3 separate regions of the Mus musculus genome follow, and regions 2 and 3 are each linked to region 1. Evidence: chromatin contacts called from public promoter capture Hi-C data. All regions are on one chromosome and are shown on one strand. The core of a region is the stretch at or near the end of the contact, and the rest is flanking DNA. Distances in the headings are between cores, read along the strand shown.

Region 1 (2,896 bases), core at 253-2,752:
AAAGTGTTCAATTTAATTTCTCACAAGAAAATACAAGTTTAAATTACTACAAAATATGGCTTCAAAACACCAGATTGAAAAGACAGAGGAAAATGATTAGGGAGAACATGGAACAATCAGAACTCCTATACTCACTGAGGGCTTTGGTAAACTGGTAGGATTCTGAAACTGAGGGTGTATAACAGAGGAGATAGATAGACGGACAGACAGATAGATACACATGCACACACATACACAGTGCATAGTGGCACTCTTTGTAAGAGTTAAAAACAAAAACAAAACCAGAATCTACCCAAATGTCTGTTACCTGTACAATAGGTAAAGAAATTGCAGGGGATTTACCAAATTGAATTCACTCATACTTCTTCAACCTAACTGGGTAGAAATTTCCTTCCTAAAACAAAGAATAAAGGGAATTTTTAAAAATAACGGCACTAGAAATAAGATCTGGAAGGAAGAATCTGCCGGAGACATAGTCTCTGGGTAGCCAGAAAAACAAAGTCAGATCAACATTCTGTCAGTTTTGTTCTTTCCCAAGTAGAGTCAGCGCCGGCCTTCAAACTGGAACAAACACTAAAGCCGGAAAAGCATGAAAGAGTGTGCGAGGTATTGATGTGGCATAGATGCATGTTAAGGTTGCAAGACACAGTGAATTGGTGGAGACTGAGATATCCACAAATTAGTTGAACAGAATGTGTTAAATATTAGCGTAACTGGGGAGAGGAAAACCCGGAGGAAGACGTGACAATGCTCGGGAAGGTGACGCTTAAACTGGTATATGAAGGACGTTTTGTCAGGCATTTAAGTACAACCATAGCACCCCCAAAAGTCTATCGTCAAAGCATAAACTCGAACTGTGTGGGCACTGGGCTGCTGTGTAAGATGGAATGATAGAATGAGGTCGGGAAGTCAGGCCGGGGAGGAGAGAGGCACAGGATCTTTGGCAAGAGTCTTGTAAATCTGAAGATATAGAGATACTAGGTTCTAACTTGGGCTTCATCACGGACTAGCTGCGTGTCTTAGGCACCGATTCATCAGCCGCTGTCATCATTTGTAACACATGCACCATCCATCATCTTTTCTTATACAGTTGATGGAAGGGTTAAACAGACGACCGGACGAAGATTGATCAGTTAGCACAGTCCTATTCGTAATAATAGCAAATTGGGACTGTATAGTCATTTTAACGATGATCGGGTCCCAAACACTCAGGCGTTGCCCAGCTTTTCCCCCAGGGCGGACCGCGCCCACTCCACGGTGGTCGCCAGTCCTTCCCGGGAGTGCAGACGCCCGCTGCTGCTTACCCGGGCTCGGGTCCCGTTCCTCGTCCTCAACTGTCGCGTGCTCCTTGAAGCCTGGCGGCAGTGCCGGCCCGATCAGGTCCCTAGCCATTCGCTGCGACGCACAGTCGCTCAAAGCCCAAGCCAACCTGCACACGCAGTTTAGCTAAACCCAGGCTGGACGGTGTAGACCAGGATTTGCTGCAAGGCCCGAAGGTTTTTCCGGCTTTGTCTGATGACGTAAGCCCGCGATGGGCTCATTGGCCAGATTACTGTAACGGAAGTGACGCTTAATGATAGTTCCACAGTTGCACTTTGGGCTCGCTGCTTGCTAGGTGGCATGGCTGAACCGGCACCCGCCGTGTGGCCTTCGGCCCCGGATCTGACTCCCGCGCCCGGGACTCCGAGCGAAGCTGCGCCGCCGCGGGACAACTGGGTGTACTGGGCCATGCTGCCGCCGCCACCACCTCCTCTGTCGTCCCCAGTGGCGGGCTCGGAGCAGAGCCGGAAGGGACAGCCTCACGTGCTGCCCCAGCCTCCCTCCGGAGCGCTTCCACCGTTCGATGCTCAGATTCTTCCCGCGGCGCAGCCTCCTTTCGATGCCCAGGCTCCGCCCGATGCTCAATCTCAGTTCAGCGGCCAGCAGGCCTGGAATTTGCAAGCCTCCACGCCTTGGTACTGGGGATTGTCTCCTAATGGTTTTTCCACGTACCACACGTCTTACCAATCTCCGGGTAAGCTGCAGTTCCTAGTGGCCCTACTTTACTTTCTCTTTCTTTCCTCTCCCAGCTTTCTCTTTTTATCTCTCAGCTTTGCGCTGTAGTTTTGGAGGCTGGTAATGAGTATTCAAAATGTGTCTCACTAGGTTTCCTGCCACCTGCTCATCCAAAATTTTATTAATTTAACCCAACTATAAAACTGGGGACTACTTGCATAGCAGTAAACAAAACATACAAAAATCCATACCTTTTGAGAGCTTCCTATCCCCTCAGTGTAGGAAGACGCGATACAGGAGATAAAACTAGGTATTAGGAAGTAATGATTGTATGTATGCATTAGAAAAGGATTGATTGGGGGGGAGGTGGAGAAATGGGTTGGCGATGAGACTCTATTGCTCTTGCAGAGGACCAAAGCTCGGTTCTCAACATCCACACTGGGCTCTCAACTGCCTGTAACTCCAGCCTCAGAGGAGCCGATAGCTTTCTTCTGGCCTCCAAGAGTACCTGCACTCCATGCTACCTACACAGTTTTTGTTTTTAATCTAAGAAAAAAATGATCAATAAACAATTGTACCTTTGCAATCTTAAATGAAACCCTCTTTTCTTTTTTAGTTACACATTCTTATTTTCCACGATCACATGATGCAAAATTCAATTTGCCTCAAAACAGAAAACAGAAAACGAAGGTAATTCCAAGATGATAAATGTGGCCTTTTGAACTTGAATGTTACTGCTCTATATATTAAGTTGTAACTGTCAGTGTTTCACATCTGTGGTGGACATGGAGAGCTTTACTTGGGTAGTATGTTTAAGGAACTTAATTATAAGTAAAATGTTGAAACAAAATAGTATTGAAAAATAAATGATGAAATTATAGGAAAAGAAAGAACATTAAAA
Region 2 (2,896 bases), core at 195-2,694, 980 kb before region 1:
AGGTTAATACACATATCTGTACATACCTGTATGTACTATACGAACTTTCTTTTTTAATAAAGGTACTTTAGGGAGCTTTGGAGGTAAGGGTCTTCGCAGAAGTAGTGGATGCTGCTGGGTTTTGAGTGAGCGATAAATGCTCTTTTTCATAGCTGCTGGTTAAGTGAGAACTGAACTTCCTGAGAACGAATCGTTACTGAAAAGAAGTGGTTATCACTTAGAAAATATCCTTACGGAAACCATTCTGAGTTGCTATGATACTGAGTTTAAGCAGGCTAGCATTGTAAGGAGGGGGGGGGGGGAAAGAGTAAAAAAAATCATTTAAAATTTATTTTTGAAGTACTTTTAAAATGGCATATTTTTAATACAGGCTTAAGCATGGAGCTTAAGAAAGACAGAGAGGCATTCAAAAAGTTTAACGTTTTCTTTCTGTACTGGATATTGAAACTCTGGTCTCATGCAAGGCCATATCACTGAGCCAAATCCCCCTGCTTTCCAATTTGCTTAAAATTAGAAGTTGGGAAATACATTTGTAAGCCCAACACTTGAAAGCCTGAGACAGGAGGGTCAGCCTGGGCTACACGGGGAAGGGTGGTTTCTTTTAAAAATTTAGATTAATAATTAATATAGATAAAACATATTCTATTATTAATCTAGACCTTGCTAACATTTCCCGTGTGAGTATGAAATTCAACCAGCCAACGCTATTTTCAGTCAGTAAATGGTGACCTCTCTCCCTGCAATATAGGCATTGGCATTTCATTCACTACCTCCCAAATATTATCAGTATAGACTTAGAAGGGATTTTGGAAAAAAAAAAAAAAAAGAAGGTAAAGGCCTCTGAAATCCCACAGTATCTAACCATACACAAACGGTTTTCTTGTATGGCGATGGCTTGTTTTAACTCTCAGCTGACTTAATTTGTCCATAATTATGCAACTCCAAAATAAGACAGGCTTTTTAATACAATGAGATGTTCCAGGATGGCGGGGAATCCCAGAGAATAGGGAAATAAGGACACCAGCTGTCCTCCGCCCCCCCCCCCACGCCCCACCGCCCAAAATAAGTCTTTGTTTTCAGGGCAACCTCAAAAGTGCCTGGCACAGTGCAGCTCCGCGGAATGCCCGGCAGGCAGGGAACCCTGGTGCGGTGCAGAAGAGCGGTTTACCCGCGAAAGGTAACTGCAGGCCAGCGCTCGCTCCTGATTTGTCGGCTGGTAGCGCGTGCCCGCCCGCCACAAGTTTCCTTTTCTAGTTGGTGGGGAGACCCCATCACCACCCCCCAGTCCCCAAGTGTCCAGCTCCTACGGACCCTGCCTTCAAGCACACAGACCAGATTTCCCACGTCCATCTCCTTTATCCCTGAGTCCTGGCTGCCAGTGACTGTCTAGCGAGGTCTCCAGTTAGGTCTAATTCCATGTTTGTGCTGGACGCAGCTCCTTTAGCAGCATCCCCAAGCCCTGCTACAGCCGAATTACGCTCATAGTAAGGACCACCAACTAGTCCCCGCCCCCCAACACTTCCCCACCCCCCCGCACCCGCACACCCCCCCCCCCCAGCTAGCCCGGTAAGAAGCGCAGGCGCACGAGGGTTGGGCACGTCGGGAACTAGGGGCGGGGCATTGAGCCCCGCCCATCTGCCCCGCCCACTCGATCCACCCACTGATTTCGCCACCTTAGGCCAGTGGCCCCTAATTCTGCTGCGGGCAGCGCAGGATGCCCGGAGGCTGAAGTGGTGGAGCCGGGAGGAGTGGCTCCACGTGTAGCTGTACGGAAGGCTGTGGTGACAATCGTTATTACTATTCTTACTCTTAAAACAGTGGCCACTATTATTTACTTACTTTTCTCCATGACTTGACACCGGTGTCTGGAGACTGGGTTGGCATTTTCTAATACGGCTACACTTTTGGGCAGCTGGCCACCGTTACTCATTTTGCAGTAAAACCCTTGTCTCCAAATCGCACGTTCTGTTTTCCTTCTTGTCTCTTGGGTGCAACCTGGTTTGTCTTTCTGTTTTTAAAGTTCTTGGTGGAAGTGGAACTGTGTGGGAACCGAGAGCTGTAAGGCAGTGAGTGGTTCCAAAGCTCTTTAAAAGGACACCCAGGTCTCACTGTCACGGTGGTTGGCTGTGATTACCGGTGTTGGTGCTGTCTCCATGTTCAGTGGTAGATATACCGCGCTTGTTTGCCTGTATGTGCTTGCTTCTCTGGAGATTTGAGAACGAAAACTGGAAAGAACCTATTACAGAGACGGGAAAATCCAACTGAGAATTCAAGTAAGGGGCACTTCCTTCCAGTCACCTCCCTTAAGTGTTTCTCTTCTTAAATAAGGGTGTGGGAATTTCAATAGCACCTTGGGAAATCAGAGACTTCTAGATTCGTTTACTAACCAAGTCTTCCTTTTTCTCCTAAGAGCAAGCATATATTTTGAACCAATGGGAAAATAATTAAAGATGAATCTGGGTAATGCTGTACAACTGTTGTCCTGTGGTGTGTTGGTTGGTGGTTTTGTTATGTAGATTACTTTGTTGTTTACTAGGTACCCTTTCCAAACCAGGGATTTTATTTCACTTTCGTCTGTGTTTGTTTTACATTGCTTGGTTTCCCTGAAAGACAGGAAGCAGACAGAAAGGCAAATCTGGTGGCCACGTTTGTCTCAAGTAATGTATATTGTTCATTATTTTGTAAACAGCAGAAATGTTTCTATTCTTAAGGATAAAGGTGTGGGCAGTCTATTCTTAAAAGCTGAGACCTACTGGAATTCAGTTTCAATGACAGATGTGTTTCAAATGTATGCTTAGCTTTGCATAGTCAAAAATCAAGGCAAGTGCATTTGTTAATTAAAAAAAAATGCTTTGTCATTCTTTGCAGGTTTCTTTTGGCAACTACCATGCCAGAC
Region 3 (2,896 bases), core at 123-2,622, 870 kb before region 1:
AGAAACTCTGTCTCGAAAAACCAAAAAAAAAAAAAAAAAAAAAAGAAGAGAAAAGAGAAGAAGAACGGTATTTTTAATGGAGACTCTAGAGTCTTCTCTACACAGACCCTGCTGCTCAGCTTTTTAAGCCACATTTTGCAAACTCACCTTCTATCTTCACCTAAGTTGAAAATGTTGACAAGGACACAGTCAGAGGAAGAAAGCATTCTTCTGCACTGAGGCTTCTCCATGACATGGACCAGGATCGTCTCGGCAGTCTTCATGACTGTGAGTCTTCCGTGAATCAGATCATATCCTCTGAGAATATTCCAGGCCTTCTCTGAGGGATTAATTATCTCCTAGGTGTGTCTACCCGGCTATCCACAAGCTACAATGCATTTATTTTTTTTTTTTCTTTTCTTTTTTTTTTTTTTTTTTTTTCCATTTTTTATTAGGTATTTAACTCATTTACATTTCCAATGCTATACCAAAAGTCCCCCATATCCACCCACCCCCACTCCCCTGCCCACCCACTCCCCCTTTTTGGCCCTGGTATTCCCCTGTACTGGGGCATATAAAGTTTGCAAGTCCAATGGGCCTCTCTTTCCAGTGATGGCCGACTAGGCCATCTTTTGATATATATGCAGCTAGAGTCAAGAGCTCCGGGGTACTGGTTAGCTCATAATGTTGTTCCACCTATAGGGTTGCAGATCCCTTTAGCTCCTTGGCTACTTTCTCTAGCTCCTCCATTGGGAGCCCTATGATCCATCCATTAGCTGACTGTGAGCATCCACTTCTGTGTTTGCTGGGCCCCGGCATAGTCTCACAAGAGACAGCTACATCTGCGTCCTTTCAATAAAATCTTGCTAGTGTATGCAATGGTGTCAGCGTTTGGATGCTGATTATGGGGTGGATCCCTGGCTATGGCAGTCTCTACATGGTCCATCCTTTCATCTCAGCTCCAAACTCCGTCTCTGTAACTCCTTCCATGGGTGTCTTGTTCCCAAATCTAAGGAGGGGCATAGTGTCCACACTTCAGTCTTCATTCTCCTTGAGTTTCATGTGTTTAGCAAATTGCTACAATGCATTTATAAGAGGCCCAAAGCAAAATCAGAAATTTACTAAAAGCATGAACCTTTTTGAGTTTGTTTAGTTCAATTGCATGACTTTCATGACGTCATGCCACAATGCCAGGATTAAAATTGTCTAAATTAAACACAATGGTTGAGCTCATCATCATGATTTGTTGTTTTGGTTTTTTGAGGGTTCAGATATCAGACGACCTAACTAATTGTACGTGTATGTTTCTTTTAGACTGTGGGAGTGGAGGCTCAGTAAACTGAGCTGCGGGAGCCAGAGGGAGCCCACTGTTACACTTTAACCAGTGTGCAAAGAAGGCTCTTAGGCAATTAGTTACCTGGGACTTTCTCCCCAAGGGCTTGCTCACAAGTCACTGTTGGGATGAAGCTTCATGGCCTTGGAATCCTGGTAGCCATCATCCTCTATGAGCAGCATGGCTTCGCCTTTCAGAGGTAACACCAGGGGCCTAGGCGGGCTGGGTCCTTCCCACTTGTGTGCCTCTCACAGAGCAGAAGTAGTGTCCTGGGATAGAGAGCCAACTGGGTAGAGGCCAGTTCCTTCAGAGACTTGAAGTCGTTTGGGTATAACAGGGTATCAGTAGTACTTTTTTTTTCCATTTTCTGCTTTCATTTTACCAGTGTGATAAGTATACTCAGAGGCTATGGAGATTAAATAAACAAATCGGACCTTGACGAATCGCCTGTACCTTCACATAACACATGATTTATATTCTTCCTGCCTTAACACATAGATATATGAACTAAATAAATAAGTTTTAATCTTGTTCATAGAGCATAGGAGAGGCTAAAGGTAAAGGTATGAAATAGACCTGGATTACACACAGTCATTGAGCAGAGACCGAGAGAGGGTGCTGAGTTACAATGGACGGATAGAAGAACTTAGCTATTTCTTCATTAGCTTCGTTGGAGTGATTTCCTGAGAATCTTTGACCGTAAACTAATTAGGACACAAATGAATAAATGTTAGAGCACACTGAATACATGGGATAACAGTTGCAGCATACCTGCTTGGTTATTATTATTAACTAGGCGAGGCTAAGCTTTAAAATTGACATATAACTTTGGGATGGTGATACTTTTTTTTTGTTTTGTATCTATAACCCTTTTCCAGTTGTCTCTGAGATGGGCCCTTGTCTTCTTCTTACAGAATCGCAGGGAGAGACAGCACTTGATCTGTCTGGGTGGGGAAAAGTCTATGCGTCAAAATCTTTTCTGAGTTAGAAAACCCATAGAATGTTCACTCATTCAGGTAATGTTGTACAGCTGAAGCTGTGTTTAGGATAGCTGGCTGATTCTCTTTTGTTCAGTGTGATTGTCAAGTAGCAAGCAGTAAATTCCATTGTGAGAGACTGGCTGTTAATGAGTTCATACAAAGATCAGAAGTGCTAGAACAGTTGGTGACTCGTGCATCTATATTTTATTAATAGTTAAGTAAGTATGATTTTAGGATCTTTGTAGGTTCTAATATTCCATAACTTGATGACTGTCTTTTGTTAGAAGGTAGCAGCAACTCTGATAACATCATCTAACCCTAACCGTAACCGTAACCGTAACCCTGACCCTAACCCTAATCCTAACTGTAACCGTAACCCTGACCCTAACCCTAACCCAGTTCCTGTAGAGGCAACATCATTGTCTTTGAGTGGTGGGGGCAGAAATCTCTTGTGATTTAGGAGTGTGTTTGACTCATGTACTAGGCTGGACACAATGCTGCTATTTAAATACCTGTCCTATACTTGGGATCTGTTCTCCCCCTCCCCTCCCCTCCCCTCCCCTCCCCTCCCCTCCCCTCCCCTCCCCTCCCCTCCCCTCCCCTG

What was found. Promoter capture Hi-C pulls out the DNA fragments that hold promoters and counts their contacts.
Region 2: a promoter capture Hi-C map of liver shows a contact between it and region 1, with 4 times the contacts expected there. The contact joins the promoter of Lrrc63 here to the promoter of Gpalpp1 in region 1. A contact is called at or near these places in 3 of 39 promoter capture datasets (liver and pre-B cells).
Region 3: a contact with region 1 is called in a promoter capture Hi-C map of liver, with 2.6 times the contacts expected there. The contact joins the promoter of Cpb2 here to the promoter of Gpalpp1 in region 1.

What each region holds. Positions count from the first base shown.
Region 1 is chr14:76,109,313-76,112,208 of GRCm38.p6, forward strand. It overlaps Gpalpp1 (GPALPP motifs containing 1), which reads right to left and starts at 1,503. Exons shown (of 8, transcript NM_026177.3): 1 at 1,305-1,503. The coding sequence starts at 1,392. It overlaps Nufip1 (nuclear fragile X mental retardation protein interacting protein 1), which reads left to right and starts at 1,579. Exons shown (of 10, transcript NM_013745.5): 1 at 1,579-2,014; 2 at 2,612-2,685. The coding sequence starts at 1,621.
Region 2 is chr14:75,129,439-75,132,334 of GRCm38.p6, forward strand. Lrrc63 (leucine rich repeat containing 63) reads right to left here and starts at 1,445. Exons shown (of 10, transcript NM_027581.1): 1 at 1,333-1,445; 2 at 27-196. The coding sequence starts at 150. It also overlaps a transcript of Lcp1 not described here.
Region 3 is chr14:75,240,915-75,243,810 of GRCm38.p6, forward strand. Cpb2 (carboxypeptidase B2 (plasma)) reads left to right here and starts at 1,373. Exons shown (of 11, transcript NM_019775.3): 1 at 1,373-1,511. The coding sequence starts at 1,441.